Regions from separate parts of the Pan troglodytes genome. Here region 2 is linked to region 1. A link is a contact called in public Hi-C data. All regions are on one chromosome and are shown on one strand. The core of a region is the stretch at or near the end of the contact, and the rest is flanking DNA. Distances in the headings are between cores, read along the strand shown. Region 1 has its middle 27 kb from the start of TMEM63B. Region 2 overlaps SLC29A1 (solute carrier family 29 member 1).

What was found. A called contact is a pair of places that touch in the nucleus more often than the background predicts.
Region 2: a contact with region 1 is called in a Hi-C map of induced pluripotent stem cells, with 2.7 times the contacts expected there. The contact joins two enhancer-like sites. A contact is called at or near these places in 2 of 7 Hi-C or Micro-C datasets (induced pluripotent stem cells and stem cell-derived neural progenitor cells) and 1 of 1 other capture datasets (stem cell-derived neural stem cells).

The regions. Positions count from the first base shown.
Region 1 is chr5:49,993,068-49,999,594 of NHGRI_mPanTro3-v2.0_pri, reverse strand. No RefSeq gene overlaps it. Among named protein-coding and RNA genes, the nearest start is that of TMEM63B, 27 kb to the left of the region's middle. Within about 2 kb of position 2,559, at least 1 of the 24 cell types and tissues checked has an H3K27ac peak or open chromatin away from gene starts, as enhancers often do. A contact at or near this core is called in induced pluripotent stem cells, where this site is marked.
Region 2 is chr5:50,128,956-50,135,054 of NHGRI_mPanTro3-v2.0_pri, reverse strand. It overlaps SLC29A1 (solute carrier family 29 member 1), which reads right to left. Exons shown (of 13, transcript XM_009451358.4): 12 at 5,758-5,957; 13 at 4,638-5,348. The coding sequence ends at 5,237. Among named protein-coding and RNA genes, the nearest start is that of HSP90AB1, 11 kb to the left of the region's middle. Within about 2 kb of position 4,179, at least 14 of the 24 cell types and tissues checked have an H3K27ac peak or open chromatin away from gene starts, as enhancers often do. A contact at or near this core is called in induced pluripotent stem cells, where this site is marked.

The sequences.
Region 1 (6,527 bases), core at 1,310-3,809:
TCCTGTGGAGGGGAGCTGGGCCAGCTCAGCTGCTGACTGGTGGAGGCCTGGGCTGAGGCAGGGAGGGGAGATGCCTGCAGCAGCCAATGCACAGCTGGGGGTCTGGTGAGACTGTGTGTGATCTGGGCTACAGGGCTTTCTCTCCTGCTGGCCTGTGCTGCCTCTCGCCCTGCCCTTGTGCTCTGGAGCTGCCCCTCCTCTGAGCCATGTCCAAGAAATAAAGCGCATCCATGCCTCCCTGCACCTGCAGTCTTAAACCTGTTGGGCTACTCAATTGATAAACTTCCCCTGAGGTGGAATAGGCAGGATCTGGTGAAAGTTTGGAGGTGGATGGAGGTGAGGGTACCTTCTAGGGCTCTGACTTGGTGGAATGGATGGGGCTCTTTATGGAGTTCAGGATCTTAGCAGGGGAGAGAGGAGAAGGGAGGGAATTCTTTTCTGCTTGTTTAGTTGCAAGTGTTTTGTTGACAGTACGGTACACCAAACATAAGGTCAGGGGTGAGAATAGAGGGAGAGAGACTTGAGAGGCTTCAGAAATGCACGGTGCTTCTAATCATGAGGTCACCCAACGACAGGCTGGGGAGAGAGGCGCAGTAAGCCAGGGTGGAGCGCTGGAGAAGCCGATGTTTAGGAGGCAGGTGGGCAGGAAGAAGCTGGGTGGGGAGTCAAGAAGACAGTCAAGGAGATGGGAGGAGGACTGGGGAAGTGGAGTCCTGGAAGCCAGGGAGGCGATGTTCCAAGAGGAAGTGGTCAACCTCAACAGATGAAGTGAGGCCTGTGGAGGGACAGGTGGAGTGGCTACAGGCCGTCACTGGTGAAGCAGTGGGGTCAGGCAGCCTGTGGTGGGGTGAGAAGGGGGAAGTGCAGGTGACTTCTGCAAGAAGCTTGGCTGAGAAGGGAAGGAGAGAGATGGGCTGTAACTGGAGGTCGACATAAGGATTTTAGGATGGGAGACACCTGAGCAACTCTTCTTGTAGACAGGTGGTTCTCCCCTTGTTTCGAGGGGGTCTTTGGTAAGAATATGTTGGCACAGTAAGTTACTAAGAGATCAATATCATCAGCAAGAGAAGGCCCACTAGTATGGTCTGCATTTTACCCTGAAGGCTGTCCGGTGACGCCCAGACCCAGGGAATTGGGATCAGGCTGCCTGATGGAGAGCCTAGGCTCTGCATGGAGACCCCTGGGGGGACCCCTGGGGCTTATCTGACTTGGACGAAGGTTGATTTGATGGGGAAAGTAAACAACTATTTGATGCCATCCCTGGACGCTATTTCTGACCATCTACTAGAGGCTTTGTGCCCTTCAGATACTGTGAATGCTGTCAGGGGCTTACAGCAGCAGTGATCACATTCACTAAACACTTCCTAGCCCAGTCCTAAGCATTTTATGTGCCCAGTATAATCTTATCTTCCCAGCGGCCTCATGAGGTAGGTTCTGTCAGCATCACTGGGTTTCGCCCTGTGCTACAGGCACAGGAACCAAAGCTCAGAGAGGTGGGGTAACTTGTCTAAGGTCCCAGGCCTGGGAAACGGTGACGCTGGGCTGCCTAACCGCGCTGCAGTGCCACTGCACCATAGTTGGTGGTGGTTTGTGAGTGGAAGTCGGGGTGGGGGTCAGTGGTGACTGATAGAAGGAGACCCCAGCAGAGCAGGAAGCAGGAGAATCTGAGCAAGCGAAAGGGCACCTCATTCCCTGAGCCTGGTGGGGGGACTGGGTGCTCAGAGAGGTAAGCTTGTATGTTAGTTGGGAAAGGGGGGTTGTCTACTGGGAGTGAGGGGAAGGGTGGGAGGGGAAAGATGGGGCCAGCGCCAGAGGGAAGGTGAGGATGGAGAAAGGGTTATCAGTGTACTGAAGGCGATATGCCCCGTGATCTCCCCCGACAGAGAAGAGTTCTGTCCAGCATTGCTTGGTGGCCAAGTGAGGGAGGAGAGAAGGTGGCTGGAGATATTTTGGGTCTGAGTCGGCAGGGTAGGGGATGTGGCCCCTCTCAAAGGGTTTGCTGCCCAGGACAGGGTCAACTATGCCTTTCTCCACAATTTCTGGTCTTGAGCACAGCTCTTCCTGGGTGCCCTGTACAGGGCTCTACTCAGTGAAGTGCCACCGACTCCAGGGGTGTGTCGTGTCTGACCTTGGTGGAGGGCAAGGAATGTGTCTTTTTGTATCCCCAGTGCCTAGAACAATGCTGGCACCTGGAAATATTGCTTGAACCTAACTGTCTTGTTTTTGTCTTCCTGTGAGTTCAAGGACAGGAGCAGTGCTTAACACACAGTAGGTAATGGAATATTTGTTCCAGCAGCCTGGACACTCAAGGGGAGAAGCCAGGGCTGCTGCTGCCTCTCTGGAAACCCTGTCTTCCCTTTGGTTTCTGCCTCTCCCAACCCACGTGTACACACATACACATGCCAACACATACACACTCAGACACAGGCTCATACTCAGACATGCATACTCATTCACACACTTACATATATGAGCACACAACACATGCACACTTGCATGCACACACTATTTCAGTCAGAGCTGCTCCTGCAGAGTCTCTCCAGTCCCAGGGCCTGTCCTGCAGCCTCCTAGTGGCACTGCTGTGGTATGACCTGGAGAGCCTGGACAAGGACTCTTCTCAGTGTATTCACTCCTAATTTGTCCATGACAGATTTAGGCTCAGAGCTCAAGGGGGTTGCAGACTCTGGGTGAGCCTTTGTCCCTGCCCTTGAGAAGGTCCCAGTTGCCTAAAGCTCTTGGCCAGAACTTAAGGAAACCAAGGGCACAGGTGCATAGCAGTACCTACTGTGCCTGCTAGATGCTTGGTGCAAGGGATTTTGTTTACTCCTTACAACAACTCTATGAAGCAGGTTTTACTCACCTCAGTTTGTATTGTGGAAACTGAAGCTTGGTTGTTAATTAATTGCCCCAAATTGCATAGTAATGGATGGAGCCAGGATTTAGGCCTGGGTCTGACTCCAGAGGTCCTTTCTTTCAGCACTAGATGGAATCCTTGTTGACAGAACAAGGGGGAGAAGAGGCTTTATGTTGCCCAGCTTGTCCTTTTGAGCACATAACATCGTATATGAGCCAGAACATAAAGGTATGAAAGTTAATACAGGTCGGTACTTCTTAGCTTTTATGGGCCCTTCGAAAACCTGAAACTTGCTAAGGGTTGTGGACCCTTTCCCCAGATAGTGCATATATGCAGAGGCATACATAGGTTACTCTGGGTACAATTTCAGGGATTTGAGGTCCCCCTGAAACCTCCAGTGGTTCCCAAGTTGAGAACCCCTGTGAGAGGTGTTTGCTAACAATGTGACAGATGAGAAGAGATGACTGTCCATGCCCTGCACAGAGCACATACCACAGTGCCCAGAGAGGTCTGTACATACTCCTTTCAGCCTGTTTTTAATAGAATTGGAAACAATCTGAATAGCCATCAGTAGGGGCCTGGGTAAATAAGCAAAGTCCATGTGTGCCATGGAGTAGCACACAACTGTTCCAAGAAAGGATGGTGTAGGTATAGATAGATGTAGCTCTCCAGGACATATTGTTGAATGGAAAAAAGCCTGTTGAAGAGTGATATACCTCACACATTATTGTGGGTTTTTTTTTTTTTTTTTTTTTTTTTAAGACAGGGTCTCACTCTGTCACCCAGGCTGGAGTGCAGTGTGCAATCTCAGCTCACTTCTACCTCCATACGCTGGGTTCAAGGTGTCTCAACCTCCTGCATAGCTGGGATCACAGGCCACCATGCCCAGATAATTTTTGTATTTTTAGTAGAGACGCGTTTTCGCCATGTTGACCAGGCCGGTCCTGAACTCCTGGTCTCAACTGATTCACCCGCCTTGTTCTCCCAAAGTGCTGGGATTACAAGCATGAACCACTGTGCCCGGCCCCACACACATTATTTATGTAAAATCACTTAACAACATTATTTCCTACAAATACAGAAAAATTTATGGGACTGGGTGCAGTGGCTCACACCTATAATCCCAGCACTTTGGGAGGCTGAGGTGGGTGGTCACTCGAGACCAGGAGTTCGAGACCAGCCTGGCCAACATGGTGAAACCCCGTCTCTACTAAAAATACAAAAATTAGCTGGGCTTGGTGGTGTGCACCTGTAATCCCAGCCACTTGGGAGGCTGAGCATGAAGATCACCTGAACCTGGGAGGCAGAGGTTGTGGTGAGCTGTGATATCACACCACTACATTCCCTGCACTCCAGCCAGGGCACCAGAGCAAGATACCCTGTCTCAAAAAAAAAAAAAAAAAAAAAAAGGCAAAAAAGCACAAGAATGATACCCAAGACAGTGCTAATAGTGGGAGTTCCTTTGGGGAGGAGGGAGGTAGAAGGTTCCTGGTCAAAGGTGACACAGCTCTGTAGTGCTTTAATTTTTTAATAAAGAGACTATATCTCTCTACTATTTGTGTACTTAAAATCACAAATAATTTTAAAATGCAATGCACATACCATGTGTATGGGGGAATGAGGGCAAGAGGAAGGGATTCTGAAGGAGGTGGTGTGGGGTAGAGCTTTTATATCAGACAAGCCTGTATTCCAGTCCTGACCTTGACAATTACCTGCCAATGACTTCAGGCAAGTCACCTTACTCTCTGAGTCTCAGCCTCCTCATTTGAGAAGTGGGGATGACAATGTCTGCCTTCCAGGGCTCTTGTGTGGATATGGAGTAGGCCATAGAATTATTGGCACATAGTAGGTGCTCAGCATATCAATCATAGCCATTATTGTTATTTCAAATTTCAGCCAAAAATAATCACTTGAGCTTTTAGTAGGTGACAGTTGGATTAAGGACATTGGGACTATATCTGGTTCAATCAGGGATGACTTCCTGGGGGAGGAGGAGCTTGAGCTGCTTAAATATATGTGGGAAGTGGGGCAGCATTGAGTTAGAGAGAGGGCTGTGTGCAGAGGCCAGGGAGGGATTATGCCTGTGTGCCTATTATTAGTAATGATATTACTTATTTCCATATTATAGACAAAGAGGGAGAGTCCAAGTAACTTGTCCACAGACACATAGCTAGTAAGTGTAGGGTGTTCACATGGAAGGGATGGGCAGAGGAAGAGAAATGGGAAAATGCAGGAAACCTGGATAGTTCTGTGGGAGGAGAAGGGAGAAAAAGAATGGGCTTTGTAATCAGGCTCCTGAAGAGAGGGATGTGGGGGATTTAACAGGCCAGCCATTGCCCTTTACTTAAAAAAAAAAATGCCCAGGGGAGATGTAGGACCTTAAGGTCTTACCTTTGCAAGACGCTCTTGACAGAGGCCACTGGCTCTCCATCTCCCTTGGGCCCAAGCAGAAAGGATTGGGGCCCCTCCCCACAGGAAGGGGTGCTAGGCTGATTAGTCCTAGGAGGCTGGGCGTCTTTTCCCCAGGAACCCTCCAAGAACTGGGTGGGTTGAGAGCTGGCTGGCAGTACTGTGCCAAATGAAGTCGCTGCATGCCCTGTAACCTGGCAATTCCGCTTCTTAGGTTTTCAGGCCGAGCTGTAACGGTTCCTGTCAAGGACGGTTATGGCAGGGTTGCTGGGGTGTTGGAGGGAACTCGGGTGCCTGTCGCCCTCAGAGTGGGTAAATAAATGTGGAAGGTGCCCACCAGAAACTAAATGTGCCCACAGCAACATGAATGAGGTTTAAAAATACAGTGCTGAGCAAAAACAATTAAGAAATATATCTATAATGTGTGTGTGTGTGTTATTTATATATATATATATATATATACATTACTAATTGTGAAACTAAAAAATACATGCACTTGTTTTGCAAGGACACATACAAATGGTTGGCTATGGGTTAGGATGAGGAATGAGAATAAAGATGAGATAAATGCAGAGTGTGGTGAAATCCAGTTCCTCTGCAGGTGGAAAGGGTGGCCAAGCGGTCAACCCACATTTCTGTGCACATTGTGCCATCTAGTGGGCAAAGGGGCTTTCAGCTGCCCTGGTCCTGGAGCTGGTGCAACTATGGCACCATGACATCCTGGGCAGGTGCTGTCTCAGCTGGGACCCCGGAGCAGAGGTGAGAGGTGAGCACTGCCTGTCAAGTGGGGGCCAGGCACAGTCTGCTGTAGGCCTGGCCAGTGGGGCTGGTAGCCATTTCTGTTGCAGCAGGGAGGAGGGTTCAGACAGGCCTGCCTGCCTCCAGGAGCTGTCTGATGTCAGGGCTGGCTCTTCACCGCCTGCTATGGCAGGCAGGCAGGTGGTTCCTGAGGAGGGAGTGGCTGAGACTCTGATGCCAGATTTTCACATGTAGCCCTCCCTTCTGGCAGGAAAGAGAGCATCTGGCAGGATCATTGTGAAAGCAAAGAGGAGAGAGGAGAGCAGGTAGAGACACTCAGAGTCTAGAGAGAGCAATGACTACCTTGAGGCGGAGTACAGAGGACAGACCCTGGCACCAGACTGCCAGGGTTCACATCCCTTGGGCAAGTCCCCTGTGCATCAGTTTCCCCTCCTTGGAATGTAATAGTACCTACCTTGTAGGGATGAAGTGAGTCAAAATAAAGCACTTAAAACAGGTCCCCTTT
Region 2 (6,099 bases), core at 2,930-5,429, 130 kb before region 1:
GATCACACCCAGGAGGTGCCGAGGTTAGACATCAGGAAGGACTTTGCTGGTTTCACCTGGGCAACATTATATGAGAGGTCAATGTCCCAGGAGGCTTGGGATCCCTGAGGATGTGAAAAGAGAAGACAAAAGTTGTGTCCAAAATAGGGGAGGAAGGTGGACCACATTTGCATTATGGTGCCACACCACATGATGCCTTGTATTTTTCCGTTCCCTTCACTGACTGGGAACTCTCATAGGGAGCGGAGGGAGAGAGAGAAGAGAGAGAAATATAATTATATTTACCTAGTGCTTTGCAGCTTACAGACTGTTTTTCCATCCTTTAACCTTTCAGATTCAATTTTGTGGAGTAAAATGAGCATAGCAATAGTCATCACTTTACAGGGTTATTGGGAAATCAGATAAGGCCATGTAAGACACTGAGTACAGGGGTGGCTGGACCAAGTAGCGTTGTTATTCACTATCTCAGTGAATAACAAGTTTCACGACCCACGCGGTTGTCAGGGCAAGTGTGACTATCCCTGCCTTACAGATGAGTGGCGCCGCGACGGAACGAGCCTGGCTCAAGGTCACCCGGACACGGGGCAGTGGCGTGGGTCTGTCTGACACGCAGTCTGGTCACCCACCCGCCAGGACGCAGAAGCGCGGAGCAGTGGGGCCGGACGCCCGCCAGGGGGCGCGCGGGCCGGGTGACATCACCCCCTCCGCTCCTCGCGGCGGGATGGGGCAGGGGCCTGGTCCCCGTCGCACCTCTCGCCGCCCCCAGCCCCACGGTTCTCGGCTGTCCGCGAGGCTTAGGGACCCGCGTGGTGGTTCACGCTGGAAATATCTGGAGTAGGGGAAGTGAGGCTTTGGTCTCGAAGCTTCCGGGGACTGGAGATGCGGGGGAGGGGAATGAACGCAGGTGGGAAGGAGCCTGGAATAGGCTAGGTGGGGGAACGTGGGGTGCGGGGAGGGCCATCCTGAGGCTCATCCTGGTAACTGATAGCGCCACGTAGCTCTGGGGACCTCACCTCCTGCATCCATGCTCTCCCGCACTTAATTTCCTTAAGTCAACACATATGTCATCCCCTGGTAAGGACGAGGAGGCGGGGCCTAGGGGAGGAGTGACTAATCCGGGATCACAGCTGGTACAGGGCAAGCCCAGGAGAGAGGACAGAGGCCTTCGTGGGGCCCTGCTGACTCACATTTAGCGGTCACCCTGCAGTCTGTTGCCAGAATGCCAACTTGCTCACTTCCAGTGAGCACCAGGACTGCCAAGGCTGCAGAGGGCTCCGAGTGGGCACGTCCTCTCCCTGAGAGCATCTACACAGGAAGCCAGGTCATACCGAGATGGGCTGGAGGGGTCCAGCCCGGACATAAGGCCATTGATGAGGTTGGGGCCAGAGGGAGTTGGGCGCTGCCCATTTCCACCCTCAGTGCCAACCTGCCCCAGGAAACAGTTGGTCCCCAAGGGTTTGGGGGGACACTGCCAACCTGGCCTCTGAGTCAGATCTGCTGGCTGACCTGGGGACTGCCACTCTTCCTGTGTGTGAAGACTTGGCTTCCAGGCAGGGCTTGCTGGACAAACAGGCCTATTTCCTTAAGGTGACTGCGTTTTTCTGTTTACAACCATTTTGAATCACTGTCATAGTTTAACTCTAGTTAAACTTTAATTGGCGGCCAGGCGCGGTCATGCCTGTAATCTCAGCACTTTGGGAGGCAGAGGCGGGCGGATCATGAGGTCAGGAGTTCGAGACCAGCCTGGCCAACGTGGTGAAACCCCGTCTCTATTAAAAATACAAAAAATAGTCAGGTGTGGTGGTGCACGTCTGTAATCCCAGCTACTCAGGAGGTGGAGGCTGCAGTAGATCTTGGTGGGGCCAAAAAAAAAAAAAACACTTTGGCCAGGCATGATGTCTCACGCCTGTAATCCCAGCACTTTCGGAGGCCAAGGCAGGAGGATCACCTGAGGTCGGCAGTTTGAGACAAGCCTGACCAACATGGTAAAACCCCATCTCTACTAAAAATACAAAATTAGCCGGGCATGGTGACGCATGCCTGTAATCCCAGCTACTTGGGAGGCTGAGGCAGGAGAATTGCTTGAACCCAGGAGGCAGAGGTTGCAGTGAGCTGAGATCGTGCCATTGCACTCCAGTCTGGGCAACAAGAGCGAAACTCCGTCCCACCCCCAACCGCCAAAAAAAAAAAAAAAAAAAACAAACTTTTGGGTTCTCCTATCACACGCTCTCTGAGCCCTGGCTTTATATTGCCTCCACCATGGTCTTTCCATATTCATCTCAAAGAATAGATATACAGATACATTCTGACTCAAAGATTATACCTGAGGCTTCATTTCTATTTTCCAGGATGGCTAATTTACTACGGCTCTTAGCTTTTCAACTCTTTAAAGCCCCAACATTTCATCATAAAAGATTAAACAAGAGGGACATTCCTGTGTTGCAATGGCAGCCACTCCAGGGACAGCAGCTGAATATTGACTGTTTTGAGCAGAAATGTGACATGGAAGGTGATGACCAGCAGCAAGTGAGGGCAGCCAGGGATACCTGGAGGATTTTCATGCTCAGCCCTCTCTACCTTACAGGCAGCAAGGTGCTAGCAGCAAAGTGGAGGACCCAGAGGAGGCCCCTGCTCCCCAAAGGGCAGGGGCCTGCGAGCGCCCACTTGGGGTCGGGAGCCATCCCTGCAGCTGGGTGGGCAGGAGACCTTAGGAGCTGCTTTTCCTAACCTCCTCACCCCTTCCAGGTTTACCTGTGAAAACACTGAGGTCAGGAGAATGAAGAGACTGACATTTTTTAGCATTTGTGTTTTAAAATTTTGTGGAGAAAATATTCTAGTAATTTCCTTCAACATCAATTTAAGTACAGGAAGGGAGAAAGGAACGGTATCCTTAATAGTTTTTCCTCTCAAATCAGTGCTGGGGTTGAGAGGAACCTACTTAACATCCCCATCTCTATCCCAGGGTCACAAGCAAGGTGTGCTACCACACGGCTGGAGTGGGGCATGTGAAGACTGTAGAGATGAATTCCGCCTTGGGATAAGCATGTGCTGTCAAGCCAATATTTTCCAAGTACCTCTGGGAGGCAGGTATGACATAGCTTGAAAAGCCAAAACAGGAGTAACCTTAACCTAACCTTAACCTAAAAAACATGACAGTGTGATAGCTGGAGTAAGATAAGAACATGATAGAAAAGTCACAAAATTATGAAAGCTCTGAGGTGCAAAGAAATTGCACAAACTGGCTGTTGGTGGTGGAGGATCAGAAAACGCTCAGGACACAGGTGCATGCTCCAGAGAGCAAGCAGCACCTGCTAGATTCACTTTCAGATTATTCTTGTGGCCATGTGTGGGATGGACTGGAAGAGACCTGGAAGCCCCAGTGGGCCAGGCAGGAGGTGGTAAAGCAACCTCAGGAAGAAATACAGAATCCTGAGGCACTGCTGGTGCTGAGGAAGGAAACCAATAGGGTTCTTTGGGGTTGGGTACAACAGAGGACTGAGGACGAGAAAGAGCTCAGGTTTGTATGTTCAGCTTGACTCACTGCCAAACAGCACTGCAGACTGGGGGAAGGACACTCAGGGAACCCCTCAGCTTTTGAGCCTGATCCAAAAGGAATACCTTGTTTTCCAGCACCGCAGATAAATACTCTGGTCTGACAAATGATTAATAGCACATGAACTTCAGTTCCCAGTGCCCTGGTATACTTAGCTACCCCATTAGGGCTTCAGAGCTGATCAAAGAGCCTTAAAAATGCGCTAACAGCCCTTAATGAGGCCTGAAGTTCTCAATTAAATTAAACTCCAGTGAGAAAGGAAGCGCTGACAAAGGTGCCAACTCTGTAGCCATCTGCTGGCCAGGGCTGAGTGAGCAGCCTGCGCTGAGAATTCAGGAATGTCTTCTGCTTTCTGGGAGGAGTCTGAGACTTGTGGGAGGGTAAGGAATGCAGATTGCAGGGGTGCTGCACTGTGGCCAGAGCTCTGGTCTCACTTCCAGTCAGGTCATTCTTGAGATGGGGGTCCCAGTGGTAGGGCCTTCTCCACTGAGACACTCATAGCTCCATATCAACCCACCCCTCCCTAGGCCAGAGTTTGTGTTGAGAAGGGAAGGGTTGGTTTCACTGTGCAGACACACAGGGCCCTTGTTCCCCAGGAAGTCTGGCAGGCTGAGCTTTGGTGTTAGGGCTGCATGCCAGGTAGGGGAGAACCCTCAGGCCTCGGCCTCTTCCTGCCTGGTGGTATGGGAGTATGGCCAGGAGCTGGCCAGTTTTGCAGAGTTCATTGCTGGGGCTGGGGACAGAGTGGAGGGGCTGGCAGTGAAGACAAAGGAAAGATGGGGAGCTATCTCCATCCTCTGTCCTATGAAAGAAAGAATGAAGCAGCAAAGAAAAACCCATTCTTAGTCTTGGCTGACAGTCTTGGTGTTCTGGTTCCAGGCCTGTCCCTCCCCTGTGGCCCCAGCAGGGGGCATTGCAGCCCCTCTGAGGCCAAGAGGACTACTCCCCTCTCCTCCCCCTTGGACCCAGGTCCAGTCCTGGCCAGGGCCCAGCTGGGTCATGCTCATCTCCCAGACTCAGGCTGCCAGCCCTCTACCCACTCCAGGGCATGAAGCCACGGCTGGAGGACACAGGGAGCCATGGAGAAAAAAACAAGAAAGGTTTATTTAAATCAGAGAGCCTCTGAAGGCACCTGGTTTCTGTCAAATATATTTTTTAAAAAGGCAGTAACGTGGCAACTGTACAGGGTGCATGATGGGTAAGAACTGGGCATGGGGGGACATGGAGAGAACACAGAGGAGGAGGCGCAGGGGAGAATGGAGTATATCAGGTCAAACCATACAACGGTCAGACCCAGCTCCTAGCCACCCCAGGACAGGCAGACAGTCTGACAGACACGGACGCAGACACACAGACACATACACAGAGACACACGTGTTCTCCAAGCCCAAGAGCCTCCACTGGCCTGCACAAGCAGGGATCAGTCAGAGCCAAGAGTGGAGAAACTCAAGCAAATGCCGAGGCTACACCCCATCCCTCGACTCTGAGCCCCAAGCCCACAATGTCCCCACTGTCCGTCCAAAGGCTCCCTCCCCAGGGCCTGGAGATCCGGGCCCAGCACACGCCGTGGAAAGCAGAAGTCAGAAGAAAAAACCACCAGACCACTCAGGATCACCCCTGGCAGAAGGAAGGGGCAGGAGGCAGACAGGGAGGGAGGCAGGCAGTCCTTCTGTCCATCCTTTGTCACACAATTGCCCGGAACAGGAAGGAGAAAACAGCCCCCAGTGCCAGACCCAGACACAGGAAGAAGGCCATGATGGCTCCTGCGGTCTCTGCCTCAGCCGGCTTCACTTTCCTAAGCGGGGAAGGAAGGGCAAGGCTACCTCAGAATGGCTGTACCCCAGCCCAGAGCCTCTGGGTGGAAGGAGGGGTGGGGTGGAGCAACTTGACTGTCGAACCTCATTCTGTTGATCAACCCATCCTGGCTGCCTAACCCCAACCTGGCTTCTCCTCCTTGAGGGAATGTGTATGGTGGGGTTGTCTTTCACTCCTTCCTGCAAACCTGTCTCCACCTCCACCCAAGTAACCTTGGCGCCCCCCTCCACCACAGTCACTATCCCCTCAGCTGGGAGCCCCTCCTGAGCCATCTCTCCTCTCAGCTCTGGGAGCAGGGACTCTCCTTTTGCCCTCCCTCTACTGAATGTCCCCCACTGGAACTCTAGATCCTGTCTGATGCCACCAAGTTCCCTGCCAGCCCTACTCACTTGGGCCCGAAGCACATGCAGAGGCTGGCGAGGTAGCCGTTGGAGAAGGCAAAGGCAGCCATGAAGAAGATGAACCAGGCATCGTGCTCGAAGACCACAGTCAGGTAGCGGCGGGGCTTAATGTTGCACAGCAGCAGCAGTGGCACAAACACCAGCCGGGCCAGCACCAGGCTTGGCAGCCAGCGGCTGTCCTTCCCAGGCTGTGGGCACCAGGCAGGGCCTCAGCCCAGGCCGCCACCCCAGGGCACAGCCAGGCCCCCAAGGATCCATCTGGGGCCCCTCAGGACCTGAACTGAAACCTCAAAGCCTGGTTCTCCTTAGGGGGTTACTCTTGAAAGGGGC